Regions from separate parts of the Ovis aries genome. Here region 1 is linked to region 2. The links are chromatin contacts, called in public Hi-C maps. All regions are on one chromosome and are shown on one strand. The core of a region is the stretch at or near the end of the contact, and the rest is flanking DNA. Distances in the headings are between cores, read along the strand shown.

Region 1 (6,513 bases), core at 1,912-4,411, 790 kb before region 2:
CTGAACCACATGCCCTCACATGTATCCTTATTGACCCTCCCCGCCTGACTGCTCCCCCTTCTTCTTTTTTAAAATATTATAGATGTCAATTTTATTTTTATTTATTTAAATAAAATTTGGCCGCATGACATGCGGGATCTTATTTTCCTAACCAGGGATCCAACTCCTGCGTCTTGCAGTGAAAGTGCGAAGTCTTAACCACTGGACTGCCAGGGAAGTCCCTACTCCCTCTTTCTTATATTCCATGTGGGGTCAGAATAATCTGTAAGAAAAGAAGGACATTATCATGTCACTGCTGGACCCAAAACCCTGAGCAGCTTCCAAATTTCTGCCTGGATCTCCAACTTCACCGCCTCTCCCCCTCCTCACCCCTCACTGGTTAACAGGCCTCCAAACTGTTCCTGGAACCCCCAATCTAGCTTCAGTCCTCTCCCATCCCCAGTAGCACCTAGTCTAGGATTGCCAGATTAAACAGAGGACATCCAGTTACACTGGAATTTATACAAACAACAAATCTTTTTTCTTTTTCTTTGTAGCATGAATATGTCCCCAGTAGCGGATTCATTGCTTATCTGAAATTTAAATGTAACTGCACAGTCCGTACTTTTATTTGCTAAATCTAGCAGTCTTAGTCCTGTTCACCCCCTCTAGATGTGATATTTATTAGATCAACTGTCCTGTGTTCCTGGGCTATTAGGAGCAGGTGGAAAGCTATCTTGCAAGTATGTTATTTTACATAAGCGTGTTTAAGTACCATTAGTTTAAATAAACTCTTTAATTTCAAATAAAGACATGAATTTTAAATACATTTATTTTTCCAACATAAATCTACTTGATGTATGTGGGGTGTCCTAGAAGCCATATTCTCCTATCTCTTTTCTACCTTTAGTGACCCAAGGGGTGGAGATTTTAGGAAAATTGGAGGGGGTGGTCTTTTAAATTAGAAAAGCTGGGTTCAAGTGTAGGATCTGTCATTGACCTCCTAACTGTAAGTTGGGGAGTTTTTTCTCACTGCTGTGGCCTCAGTTTATTCATCTGTAGAAAGGGGCTAAAACTCTATCTGCCTCATAGGTCATTATGAGATTTGTGACTCATGAGCATATTCCAAGAACTGGCCATGTGAGGGGGCTGATTATCAAGACCCTGTAGCCTGGGGTGGTCATATTCAAAAGCTCTGAGGCTCAGTGCTTGGCTCCACTGTGAGTGCCAAGCTTCTTGACCTCTTGGGCCTCCTTGGCTGTCCATGCAGTTCCAGGTTATGGCACCAGGGGTCAGGCTTGCACATGGATGGCTGAGCTCAGCCTTTATGGTGCTCCAGGGGCCCTTCAGCCTGGGGGGGTGGTGGTGTGGGGGAGGGGGGCAGTTGGGGGTGGGAGGGCATAAGGATGGGGCAGTAGCCTGTATTTGATATGGTTCTTGGCCCTGTGGGTCAGTGACCTACAGATGTGAAGGGTGAACTGCCCAGCTTTCTCCTTTCATATTTTGCTTGGCGCTTCTTAGAGGACTCCTCATCTCTTTGGCCCTCATCGAGAGACCCCCATGAAGGAAGCTGAGTTAGTAGGTAGCTGGAATCTGGAGAGAATTCTGAGCAGGGAGTTTGGAGAGAGTTTGGGCTGCTCTCTGCCAAGTTACTGGTGTCCTTGTGGGTTATATTGCCTTCTGAGCCCTGGCTCCTTCTGCAGTGGAATGGGATAAGAATGCCTCACTTGGGATTTCCCTGCCTCCCTTCGACTTTCAGTGGCTAGGTCTCCTCAATTCCAATGCAGGGGGTCTGCGTTCGATCCCCGGACAAGGAGCTAGATCCCGCACGTGGCAACTAAACATCAAAGGTCTGATGTGCCGCAACTAAGACCCAGTGCAGCAAAATAAAATATTTTTTTAAAAAAAGAAAGAAGGCCTCCCTTTCATGGGTCTGTTGATCTGGTGAGCTGATGTGTTGCTTTCTGGCAGTTCTAATGTCTCTAGCATCTGTCTAGAATGGTTTATGTTTGAAGGTGGAGACCCACCCTGAGCACGAACTACCCAGATGATAAAGAATAGATGAAAAGAACCCAGGGTGGGGGCAATAGCGAGACACACCACGTGATCCCTTGCCAACTTCTGGAAGTAAGCACCAAGCTGTGAGGAGGGTCAGGGTGCCACCGCCCAGAGAGGGGCAGTCTCTGCCTTGATCACGCATAGCTGGGGGCACAAGCTCAGGGCTCACTGGGCAGGAGGCTGACTGGGCTTGTTGGCCCATGCACATGAGCAGTAGATCAGACAACCAGAGCGGGTGTGCTGGGCTGTTGGCGCCTGGGACTTCAGATTCAGCTCAGGGTGTTTCTGGGCACCCGCTCTGGCTGTGGGGGCTCTTTCACTAGAGGCAGACACAGATGCTTTCAGGGCAGTGGAGTGAGCCGCAAGACGGTTGTCATCTTTGGTCCAGGCATCGGATCCAGAGGAGACTTCTCTTATCGTGGCTCCCTGGCCTCCGCTGAGAACCTCACACGTCTGGCTCTATATTGTGCAGCCAGAAAGGTGGCTCACGCGGGGCCCTGGAAGAGTTGGTGTGTGTGAACCAGGACCACCCTTGCCAGGGGCCCGGCCTTCCTCCCAGCCCCACACCTGCTGCACCTCAGCCAGTGGGAGCCGTGCGCTGGGGTTTCTGCTCTGTTCCCTGGCCACCACTGCGGTATGGCTGGGTTGCTCCGGGAAGCCCGAGGACTCTGGGTAGTGTGCTTTCTCGGGGTGGGTCCCGATTGCCCTGATGGATTGCCCTCTCACCCCTGCTGGGTTACTGTGGTTTCCTCATCAGCAGAAATGACTTCTCACCCACAATTGCATCAGTCTTTCCACAGATCGAGTGAATCACGTTGCACGATGTGGTTTTGGATCATGCCCTGTGCTCTGCGAGGGGCTGGCTGGGCCAGTGGGCTAGGGGCTGGGGCGGACTGTGCTTTGACTTGGACTTGGGAGAGGGAAGCAAAAGCCAGAAGGGGATTGCCAGGGGCGGTGGGGGGGCGGAGGGGAAATGGAGTTGGTGTGAGAGGATGTGGAACTCATTCTCACGGGCCTGAGAGGGGGCTGAACCAAGTGTCCAGTGACCTTGACCGCAACCGCATTGGGGAACCATACAGCTTACTCACCCCCAGCTCTACCACTACCTTCAAGAGGGAAAGAAATGAAGAGCACAAGCTGATTCACCCTCTAATGCACTGCAGGGGCGAGGGCGGTGGGGACTGGGAGATGAGCTGGTTTCGTTTCCTCTTCTTTCTCTATTTTGAACTCCATGGCTTGCTTCCCCTTTAGCTGACATGTTGTGGCCACGGGCTGAGGGCTTCCAACCTCAAGGCCAATTTCTTTCCTCTCTCTGCTTCACAGCCTACAGCTGCCCGTGGGTAGAAACTGTCTGCAAGGACTGTGAGGACTTCAGGGGGTGGATTCTTCCCAGAGGTAGAAAGAGGCCTCCTACTCCCCATCCACAGCAGCAGGAACAATTCTGCCCATTTCTCAGGTGGAGAGGATGAGTCCTCAGGGAAACGTGGCTAGTGCCCTGCTCTCCTCCTCTCTTTCTGAACCTATAGCACGGCCGAGCTCCGTATGTCAGACTCGTGGGATCCTCCGGGATCTGCCGGTGGGAGCGGATGGCAGTGTCTTCTGTCCAGGGAGAGGAAGATGTGCAGAGGCTCAGAGGAAGGGCCCTGGAATGGGTCACGGTTTCAACCTTACCAACTTGAGCAGAAAAGAAACAGGCCGTGACGCATGGAGGTGTCACCGGAGCACAGCAGCCCAAAACACAGGCATGATCATGCCTGGACCGGTGTGGATTTGCCTGAATGACAAACTCCTGTAAGCTACTGAAATCTGGGGGGCTATTTGTTACACAGCATGGACCATCTGGGCTTCCCAGGTGGCACTAGTGGTAAAGAACCCGCCTGCCATTGCAGGAGGTGTAAGAGACACTGGCTCGATCCCTGGGCCATTAAGATCCCCTGGAGGAGGGCATGGCAACCCACTCCAGTGTCCTTGCCTGGAGAATCCATTGAACAGAGGAGCCTGGTGGGCGATGGTCCATAGAGTTGCAAAGAGTCAGACACGACTGGAGCGACTTAGCAGGCATGCGTGCACACAAGCATGGTCTATCTATCTTGACTCCATAAATGCAAGCTCAGGAGATTGACCTTGATCTTGGAGGCCAAGGGAAGTGAATAATAAAGCCTTAGAATGACAGTGCCTACACCCCACAGTGGGGCTAAGACCGAGCTCTGTCTTCCCCCTAGATTGCATGTTCATGGATGCAGTAATATGATTGTTGTTTTTTTTTTTTTTTCATCACTGAGTATATCTGGAGCCTGGGACCGTGCCTGGTATGAAATAGTTGCTTATTAAGAATTTGCTTTCTCCCTTCCTGCCCCCAGTTTCTCTCCTCTCCAATTTCTTCTCCTTGCGGACACCATTCACCGCCTCCTTCATTCCTTAATTTTGTCCAAAAATATTTTTGAAGCATCTATTACATCCCAGGCACTGTGCTTTGCATGTGTTATTAAAGTTTTATGCCAATCTCAACAAAGAGGCACTGACCCCATCTTCCAGGTGAGAAGCCATCTCCCTTTCCCTCCATCTGCTTCCTTGCTTGGTTCTTCCCTCCAGGAACTTGACTTGGTGGGGGTTGTGTCATGTCAGCAGGTGGGTGCCACCCTGCGTGGCACTCCACCAGAAGCAGGCACAGCCCCTCTGACACAGGGAGAACCCTTGAGCTGGGGCTTTAGATGTGTCCCTGGAGGACAAGGTTGGGAGTGCAGTGGACTGGGGACTTTGTGGGAATTCCCACCAAGATGGAAAGTAATGAAGCAAGTAAATTATTTATTGAGGGAAAAGAGTACAGTACGTGTGAGAGTTGGACCATAAAGAAGGCTGAGCACCAAAGAATTGGTGCTTTTGAACTGTGGTGCTGGAGAAGACTCTTGAGAGTCCCTTGGACTGCAAGGAGATCCAACCAAGCAATCCTAAAGGAAATCAACCCTGAATGTTCATTGGAAGGACCAATGCTGAAGCTGAAGCTCCAATACTTGGGCCCCCTGACGCAGCTCACTGGAAAAGACCCTGATGCTGGGAAAGATTGAGGGCAGAAGGAGAAGGGGATGACAGAGGATGAGATGGTTGGATGGCATCACTGACTCACTGGACGTGAGTTTGAGCAAGCTCTGGGAGATAGCGAAGGACAGAGAAATCTGGTGTGCTGCAGTCCATGGGGTTGCAAAGAGGACACGACTGAACAGCAAAAACAACCTGTGGCTAGACACACGGGCAGACTCAGACGGAAAGCCCCTGAGGCTCACTCTCATGGCAGTTTGAATTACTTTTATGGGGCATTTCTTCCAGGTTTCCTGAGGTCAGTCATTTTGATTTGCTTGCTTCTCAGTCCATATTTCAGAGAAGGCAATGGCACCCCACTTTAGTACTCTTGCCTGGAATATCCCATGGATGGAGGAGCCTGGAAGGCTGCAGTCCCTGGGGTCACTGAGGGTCAGACACGACTGAGCAACTTCACTTTCACTTTTCACTTGCATGCACTGGAGAAGGAAATGGCAACCCACTCCAGTGTTCTTGCCTGGAGAATCCCAGGGACGGGGGAGCCTGATGGGCTGCCGTCTATGGGGTCGCACAGAGTCGGACATGACTGGAGTGACTTAGCAGCAGTCCATATTTGGTGTATCTCAGTTTCCTTCCATGTATGTGAAGGCATCTCTTAGCTAAGATGGATTTTACTGAAAAGCCTGTGGGTAGAGCATCTCTTGACATCACTCCCCCTTTGATCTCCAAGGAACTTTTCTGCACACGTGTGTCCCAGGGGGTCTTCTGACTCTGAGAATAAGAAACATGTGGTCCGGGCAGGGCCCAGCCTCTCCCTTAATTGTCCTGCTATTCTAATCCACAGGGAATGAATCTCCAATGGCTTTACCCTGGGGCAGGAGGAAAAGGGCCATCTATCCCCTGCCTGGTAAAAACTTGGCTTATTTAGGGAACAGTCACTGACTCAATATGACTGGAGTGTAAAGCAAGTAAGGAAGATTTCCTGGAGGTTATATAGGAAGAGCAGATAGAGCCTGTGTTGTGACATTTGAAGACTTAAGGTCAGTGTATGGCACAAACCACTACAATATTGTAAAGTAATTAGCCTCCTATTAAAATTTTTTAAAAATTTGTAAAAAAATAAAGACTTAAGGGGCTTTTCATCCCCGGCCAGCAGAGCCAGGAAGTGAAAGGACCTGCTCAGCTGTTGCGCAAGGTGGGTGGCTGGGGGCTGGGGGCATGAGCGGGCGGGGGACTGTGGGGCTGGGGTGGAAGGACGAGGAGGGGGCTGAAGGAGTTGTCTTGGCGCTGAGGAGACCCTGGCCTCCTTGTCCTGGAGGCAATTAACTGCCTTGCAGGAACTCTGGCTGCCTGAGGTGGGGGCATTAAACATTTATGAGTGAGTGCCGCTCCTGATGTTTTCTGAGCAATAACTTTTCATGATGTGTGTTTGGTGAGCTT
Region 2 (6,671 bases), core at 2,166-4,665:
ATTGAGGTCTCTGTGGATTCCAGCCACTGTGTATCTTGAGGGCGCCTCCCCCAAATGCCCTTTGACTGACATTACTGAATGTGGGGCTTCCCCCGTAGCTCAGTTGATAAAGAATCCACCTGAAGTGTAGGAGTCTGCCTGCAATGCAGGAGACCTGGGTTTGATTCCTGGGTTGGGTAGATTCCCTGGACAAGGAAATGGCAGCCCACTCCAGTATCCTTGCCTGGGAAATCCCATGGACAGAGGAACTTGGGGTTCCTCAGACCATGGGGTCAGAAGAGTCAGACATGACTAAGCAACAAACCACCACCAGTCCCCAAGGTAAGGGTCTACAGAGACTAGACAACCTTTAGGGGCTAATCCAGGGCCAGCACCCCTCTCCTAAGAACCACCCCCAGCACCCCCACAGAGGGCAGGGCTCTGGGGCCATGCTGCCAGGAGACATTCCCTTTGGGGGCATTACCCTGAGGTCCCCAGACTGCTGCCTGATCTTAGCCAATCAGACACTCCCCTGGGAGTTTAGAACCCAGATCCTCCCCTCCACCTCTATGGGACACTGGGCAGCAGGAAACAGGAGCTGGGGCAGCTTTGTGCTCCTGCAAACAGAGGAAGCCGGCTGGAAATGGAAAGGAAAAAGAGGAAGAGAAGCTTGGGGGAGTGAGGCGGGAAGGATACAGGCATGGCTTTGCAGTTCCTGATTCTAGTTCCTCAGTGGCAGGGATGGATTTTTCACCCTTGGGTTTTTTGTTTTTTTTTTTTAATACGGCCATATCCTTCCCACGAGGTCATCATTTTCCTTGAGCAAACAGTAGTCCTTTGCAACCCAGGGGCCCCAGCTAGACCATCAGGATTCGAGGAGGGTTTCCTCAGAGTGGATGAGATGATTGGATGGCATCACTGACTCAACGGACATGAGTTTGCGCAAACTCTGGGAGATAGTGAAGGACAGGGAAGCCTGGCATACTGCAAAGAGTCAGACATAACTTAGTGACTGAACAAGAATCCTCCCAGAGGGCTGCTCTGAAGACCCCACCCTGCAAAGGAGTTCTCAGGGCCCTGGGCCCCACCCTCTGTGGATCAACGGTGGGTTGTGTGGGGAAGAGCAGAATCTGCATGGTGCTCATGCTAGGCCCCATCTAGACATGCTGGCGTCTAGGGCTTCTGCAACCTGCCTCCCCTTGGCCCACTCACAACTGCCCTACTGGTGGCAGAGCCTAAGTAATCCTTTCCTTTGTGCCTCTCATTCTCAAACGCTCCCTGCTGCATATGGGATAAAGTCCAAGTTCCCTGACACAGCATTCATGTCCACTTCCTGCAGCCCCATCACGCACCCCACCCCCCATTTCTATTTCATGTCTTGGTTTTCACCTCCATGCCTTTGCCTATTCTGTTCCCTCCGCCTGGACTTTCCTGTGCTTCCTTCTTTGCTGTGCTCATCTCCCCTTGAGTTTTAGGAAGGCCGCTAGTTCTGCACACATTGCTTCCAGGAAAACTCTAACTTCGCAGGCTGGGCTGAGGGCTCCTCCCCTGCACTCCCATATTTCCTGGCCTTGCTTAATTTATCAAAACAGACCAGATTTTCCTTCCTTGACTTCTAAGAAAAGATACTGTGGGGCTCTGCAATGGCTAGGATCACAACCTATTCTCTGGGTCTCTCCAGTGCCAGATTCAGTGTAAACTGGCCTCTGTCCACCCACCCATGCCACCTTCTGGCTATTCCTTCTGACCAAGGACATAGATTCCCAAGAGAATGCTCGTCACCTATTCCTATTTTAGAGACGACAGCCCTGAGGCTCAGAGGGGCGAGGTTCACTGATGCCCTGGTGCACATGAGTTTCTCACCTCCATGCCTCCATGCATGCTGTTTCTTCTGCCCTGGTTCCCTGTAAGGACTCAATTCCTCATTCTGGCTGCTTTGTCAAGATCCACCTCCACGTCCCCCTTCACCTGAAGCTTTCCAGGAGCCTTCCTGGGCTTGTTGCCTGTGGCCTCCCGCCTCGTGCCCACAGAACGCCTCCGTCTGTCTGTGACAGTCCCTGGCTACCACACTGGGCTCCAGACCCACCCACTTGCTCATGTCTCTCCCTAGTAGACAATGATCACTAGATTATTCAGCTCCTTGCCAAAACCTGGCGTATACTAGGTGCATAATTAAAGTGTGTTGAAGGAAGAAGGCGGGAAGATGATGTTTATAAAGCGTTTCAATTGAGAAAGCGTAAGACCTAACTGCACCTGATTCCTCTACAGCTTCTAACAAAGGGCTGTGAGCAGATTAGAGAATCAGCAAGCATTTCTAACCAAATTCTATACTCCATAACTTTCTTCTGTATTTGTGATGTTTTGAAAGCACTTTTTCACACAGTGACTTAATTTTTATAATCATCATGAGAGAGCCATATATTTTAATTTGCATATGGAAGAGCCACTAGAATTAGCCTGTAATCCCAAGCCTTACCCACAGCAGGTACCATGTCTAAGGTCAGGGACTGGCTGCCCAGATATGTCCACATATGTGCTTTAGCCATGCGCTGCTGTGTCTGTATCCTTGTCTGCTCATGGTCCATGCACAGCATAGTTACATGATGCTTCCAGATATAGGGAATCCTTGACCAAGAAGTGGTCCTTTTCTTGTAAGCTCAATGCCCTGGCCTCCAATAAGAAAACTCAGCCACCCTCTACCTTGTAATCCTGTCCTGCAGTTTCCTCCCCTCCCCAACCTCCCACCATAAAGAAGGTCCCATGCCTTCTGTGTGCCCCAGGGCACAGTGCCAGCCCGTCTCAGATGTCAGCTGGTGGGCATAGCCAACCCCATATCCCGTTTTGCCTTACTTCTTAATTAAGCCTCCACAGTGCAGCTCAGGCTGTACCCCAGTCCCTCCAGTTTCCATAAGCACATCCATGCAGCTGAGCCACCCTGGTCAATAACATCAGACTCCTGCCCCTGATAGCTCCTGCAGAGAAGATTGGGTCCCAGGGAGGACCAACCTTTGTTGGGGTCAGTATCTAGGCTAGGGCAGCATGGCAGACTGGCATGAAGGACTGAAACCCAGAGGAGTGCAAACACCTTCTGGAGCGCCTCCTGCAGATCAAGCCTAGCTTTCCCCCGCCCCCATCCCCCTCCTCAGTGAGCAAAGAAACAGTAATCACCAAAGCACCCAACCGTGTAGACTTTTTCTGCGTCTTCCCTTGGAACTTCCTGACCTCGGAGTTACTCTTCCAGACGATGACGATGTAACGTGACAAGCCCAGAAGTCATCACCCCACCACTGCCTCCAATCCTCCCTGCACTTCAGAGGCCAGCCTTCGGCCAACTGTCTCTTCTTTCAAGAGAGAAACCAGAGCAGCTGCCAGCAGAGGGGGAGGGACCGTTGAGGCCTGGGTTTGAAGCCTGGCTTTGCTGCCCACAAAGGGCTGTGCTTCCTGGTTCAAGTGGCCCCATTCTTCTGGGCTGCAGGTGCCTCCCCTCACAGGGAGGGTGACGGCTGCCTTGAGCCATCCGTTTCCTCTTTCCTTCTAGTCCCCACAATAAGCATAAACCACAGTCCTGGGTTAGCAATAAAGCTCAGGGCACAGACAGAAAAGGCTCCTCCCTTTCTGCAAAAATAACAAAACAACAAAAACAGCAACGTTTCTACTTAGGGAGTGCCTACTCTGTGCCAGGCATGTTTACATACACAATCTCATAACAATTGTCACAGCAAGGTGAGGAGATGGAATATCCCCATTTTAAAGATGGAAAGCAAGTGCAGAAAAATTCTGTCTTCTTTATGGACAGGCACACAGCAGCTGATAAGGGACAGAGATTTCAAACTGGGCCATGTGTCTGCAGAAACAGGACATTTTGAAACTCAACTTTTTTTTTCTGTATCAATCTGACCAGCTCACCTTTCCCTTCTCCGTGGAACATTTAAAAACTGTGATCACATACTTGGACACAAGAAAAAGAAATTTTTTTTTAAATTTAAAATTGGAGGTTTTAACAGGCCACAGTCAATTACTATAATCCAAAAATTTTAAATACAAAACATAATGTGGCTGAAAATATTCTTAACTACTTGGAAATTAATAAACATTCTTCTAGATAACCCATGGATCAAAAGAAACATTAAAACTGAAATTAAAAATCATCTAAAAAGAGATAAAAAGTGGAACATTTTATTTCCAAAACCTATGAGATCCGGAAAAAAAAGCTCAGCTCCGGGGGAATATGTACAGACCTGAAGACACATCATAAGAAATGAGAAAAGCAAACAGAAAAAGCAAGTACAAAATGGGAGTTAATCAATAGCTGAAATTAATAGCATGGAAAATAAGAGAAAAGAAAATACACAGATCCCATAAAATCAAAATTGGCTGAAGAGACTAATAGGATTGCAGGGCTGGGTGAAGGGCGCAGTTCTGCAAGTATGTCCATCAGGCCAGGCCCCACTGGTCAGCGATGTGGCCCCTGCCCCTGGGCTCCTGACCCCTGGGTTAGTGGCTGCCTTCTGCCTGGACATCACATTTCAGTCTGTGGCGATCTGACTGCCCACCAGAGGCTCCTTGGACTGGAGACTTCAGCATTTCCTCTCAGAAATAAAACCCTTCCATCAGGGCTTATTAGGCAAACAAGTCAGTTTTGTGTTTTCAGCAATGAAAGCTGCTGTGGTTTTGTTTTCTCTCTGTTGCCAGGAGTCAAGAGGAAGTCTGTGGTTAGACATCTTCGGGTGGAGACATATACAAACACAGTGGCTAGAAATGAGCTCCCCGGATTCAGTTCTCCCAGCCTCAGTCAACAGGACTCATGAAACTGAACAAATGAGAAAAAGGACGGGGTGGAAGAGGGGGGGGCCCTGAACCTCTACCCTCAGCCTCCCAGACCCACAGCAACAGTCACCCTTCTGCTTGTTCAGCATTCACCCAGCCTGACTCTGTTTCCCATTCTGACAATAGGATACTGCACTTCCTCATTTCCTCAAAGGATTTACTGATTTGCCTTCACCCCAACCCAGTGACTGAATGTAAAGGATCCCTGTGAATTCAGCCCCCATGGCAGCAGCAGAGCCATAACGGGCACTACAGCCAGCTTCCATCCATCATGGATTCTGGCTTCCCCTCTTCCGCTCAATCCCTGGATTTGATCAGAGTGATGCTGTGCCTGGCCACAAATCCTCACATCCCCAGGCTCCTGTGTATAGAAGCTGGCATTTTTATTACAGTTCTGGCCAGTGAGTTACGGGATTTCTAAGACAATGTCTGCACTCCTGCTATAGACACCAACTCTTTCTCCTTCTCCCTTCTTTTTCCTGCTTGGAACTTGAACATGAGGCCTGGAGGTGCAGCAGCCGCCTTGTGCTTACAAGGTAACTGCATGAGGATGAAGATGGAGCAGAAAAACAGAAAGAAGCCAGGCCCTCCATGGCGTTATTATCCTTCTGCCCTGCCCTATATGACTCACCAGGGACTTCTTACTTCATGAGAAAAAGAGAGCTTTGGCTGGTAAAACCCCTGGAGCTGTCTGTTCTGTTACTTTAGCTGAAGCATTGTTACTTGAAATGAGAGCTTCAGCTTTCATGGGGTTTTCCAAACATTTTCATCCCATCCTCTACTGGGTCCTCACAGACATCCTTTAAGGTGGATATCAATGTCTTTCCTCCCATTTTCAGATGAGGAAGCTGAGGTTTCACAGACATGAAGTGGGTCAAAGAGCTGAGGCCTCCACTCCAGCATTCTATCCTCCGGTCCCTGGCTTTTCCCCAGAAAACCCTCTTGCCTCGAAGCAGTTCAGAGCTTTCCCCTCCCTGTAACACCTCCCCCTACACAAGTGTGCAGGCTGAAAGTGAAAGTTCCTCAGGGACCAAGGAGCGTGTGAACGGATTTCAGCCCTAGCTTCTAGTGCCCAGAAAAGCCGTGCTCTTTTGCTTTAAAATCCATCCCTTGGAGTCAAAGGATCTGAGTTCAAGTCTGACATCTCATCCTCACTTGCTACGTGATCTTGAGGGGGATAAATCTCTGAAAATCTCCCTGACCATCTGTACAATGAGCATGGCAGCGCTTCTTCTCCTGAGGCTCTACTAACACATTCAGAGATATATGATCATGTATGGTACAGGATAATCAGCTCGGAGATAGTCATCTGTGAGCACTCAGCATGTCAAGGAAAATGCTTTGCGCATGATAAGACACCAGTGTCCCCATTATGGGGCTGTTATCACGATGGCTTTGGTCTGTCTCAAGGCTCTGACTCCACCCACAGCTTGGCCTTGCTCGCAGCTGACGTGTGGATTACAGATATGCTTTACCCGGCCTTTGGGACCACTCATCCCTCCCTGTTTGTCAACCTTAGAAGAGTTGAGAATACTGATCTCATGAGCCTCGATCTTTAAGAATGGATAATGTCAGAGTTTTGATACTTATTTGCTTGTTAAGCCAGGCTATTGCTACGTGATTTCATAAGTTTTTCACTTTCTTAGTGTCCAAAACGTATCTATGCATCCCCTTTAGAAAAAAATAAAGTATTAGACTCTATGTTGGGGACTGTCAGAGCTGGATGGGACTCGAAAGTCATCTGGTCCATCCTGTGCCTCCAAACCCAACCTCTGCCCATTCAGGGCTGACACGCCCTCTTCATGCTCCTCCCCTCCCCAAACCCAATGGACACAGAATTTCCACTTGCTCACATCAGAGGCAAG

What was found. A called contact is a pair of places that touch in the nucleus more often than the background predicts.
Region 1: a contact with region 2 is called in a Hi-C map of blood, with 2.5 times the contacts expected there. The contact joins two enhancer-like sites. A contact is called at or near these places in 3 of 16 Hi-C or Micro-C datasets (blood, muscle and omental adipose tissue).

What each region holds. Positions count from the first base shown.
Region 1 is chr7:17,378,974-17,385,486 of ARS-UI_Ramb_v3.0, reverse strand. It overlaps LOC132660119 (a long non-coding RNA gene), which reads right to left. Exons shown (of 2, transcript XR_009601341.1): 2 at 4,826-6,513. It also overlaps a transcript of LOC121819946 not described here. Among named protein-coding and RNA genes, the nearest start is that of UACA, 250 kb to the left of the region's middle. Within about 2 kb of position 3,161, at least 14 of the 54 cell types and tissues checked have an H3K27ac peak or open chromatin away from gene starts, as enhancers often do.
Region 2 is chr7:16,591,520-16,598,190 of ARS-UI_Ramb_v3.0, reverse strand. No RefSeq gene overlaps it. Among named protein-coding and RNA genes, the nearest start is that of TRNAF-GAA, 82 kb to the right of the region's middle. Within about 2 kb of position 3,415, at least 14 of the 54 cell types and tissues checked have an H3K27ac peak or open chromatin away from gene starts, as enhancers often do.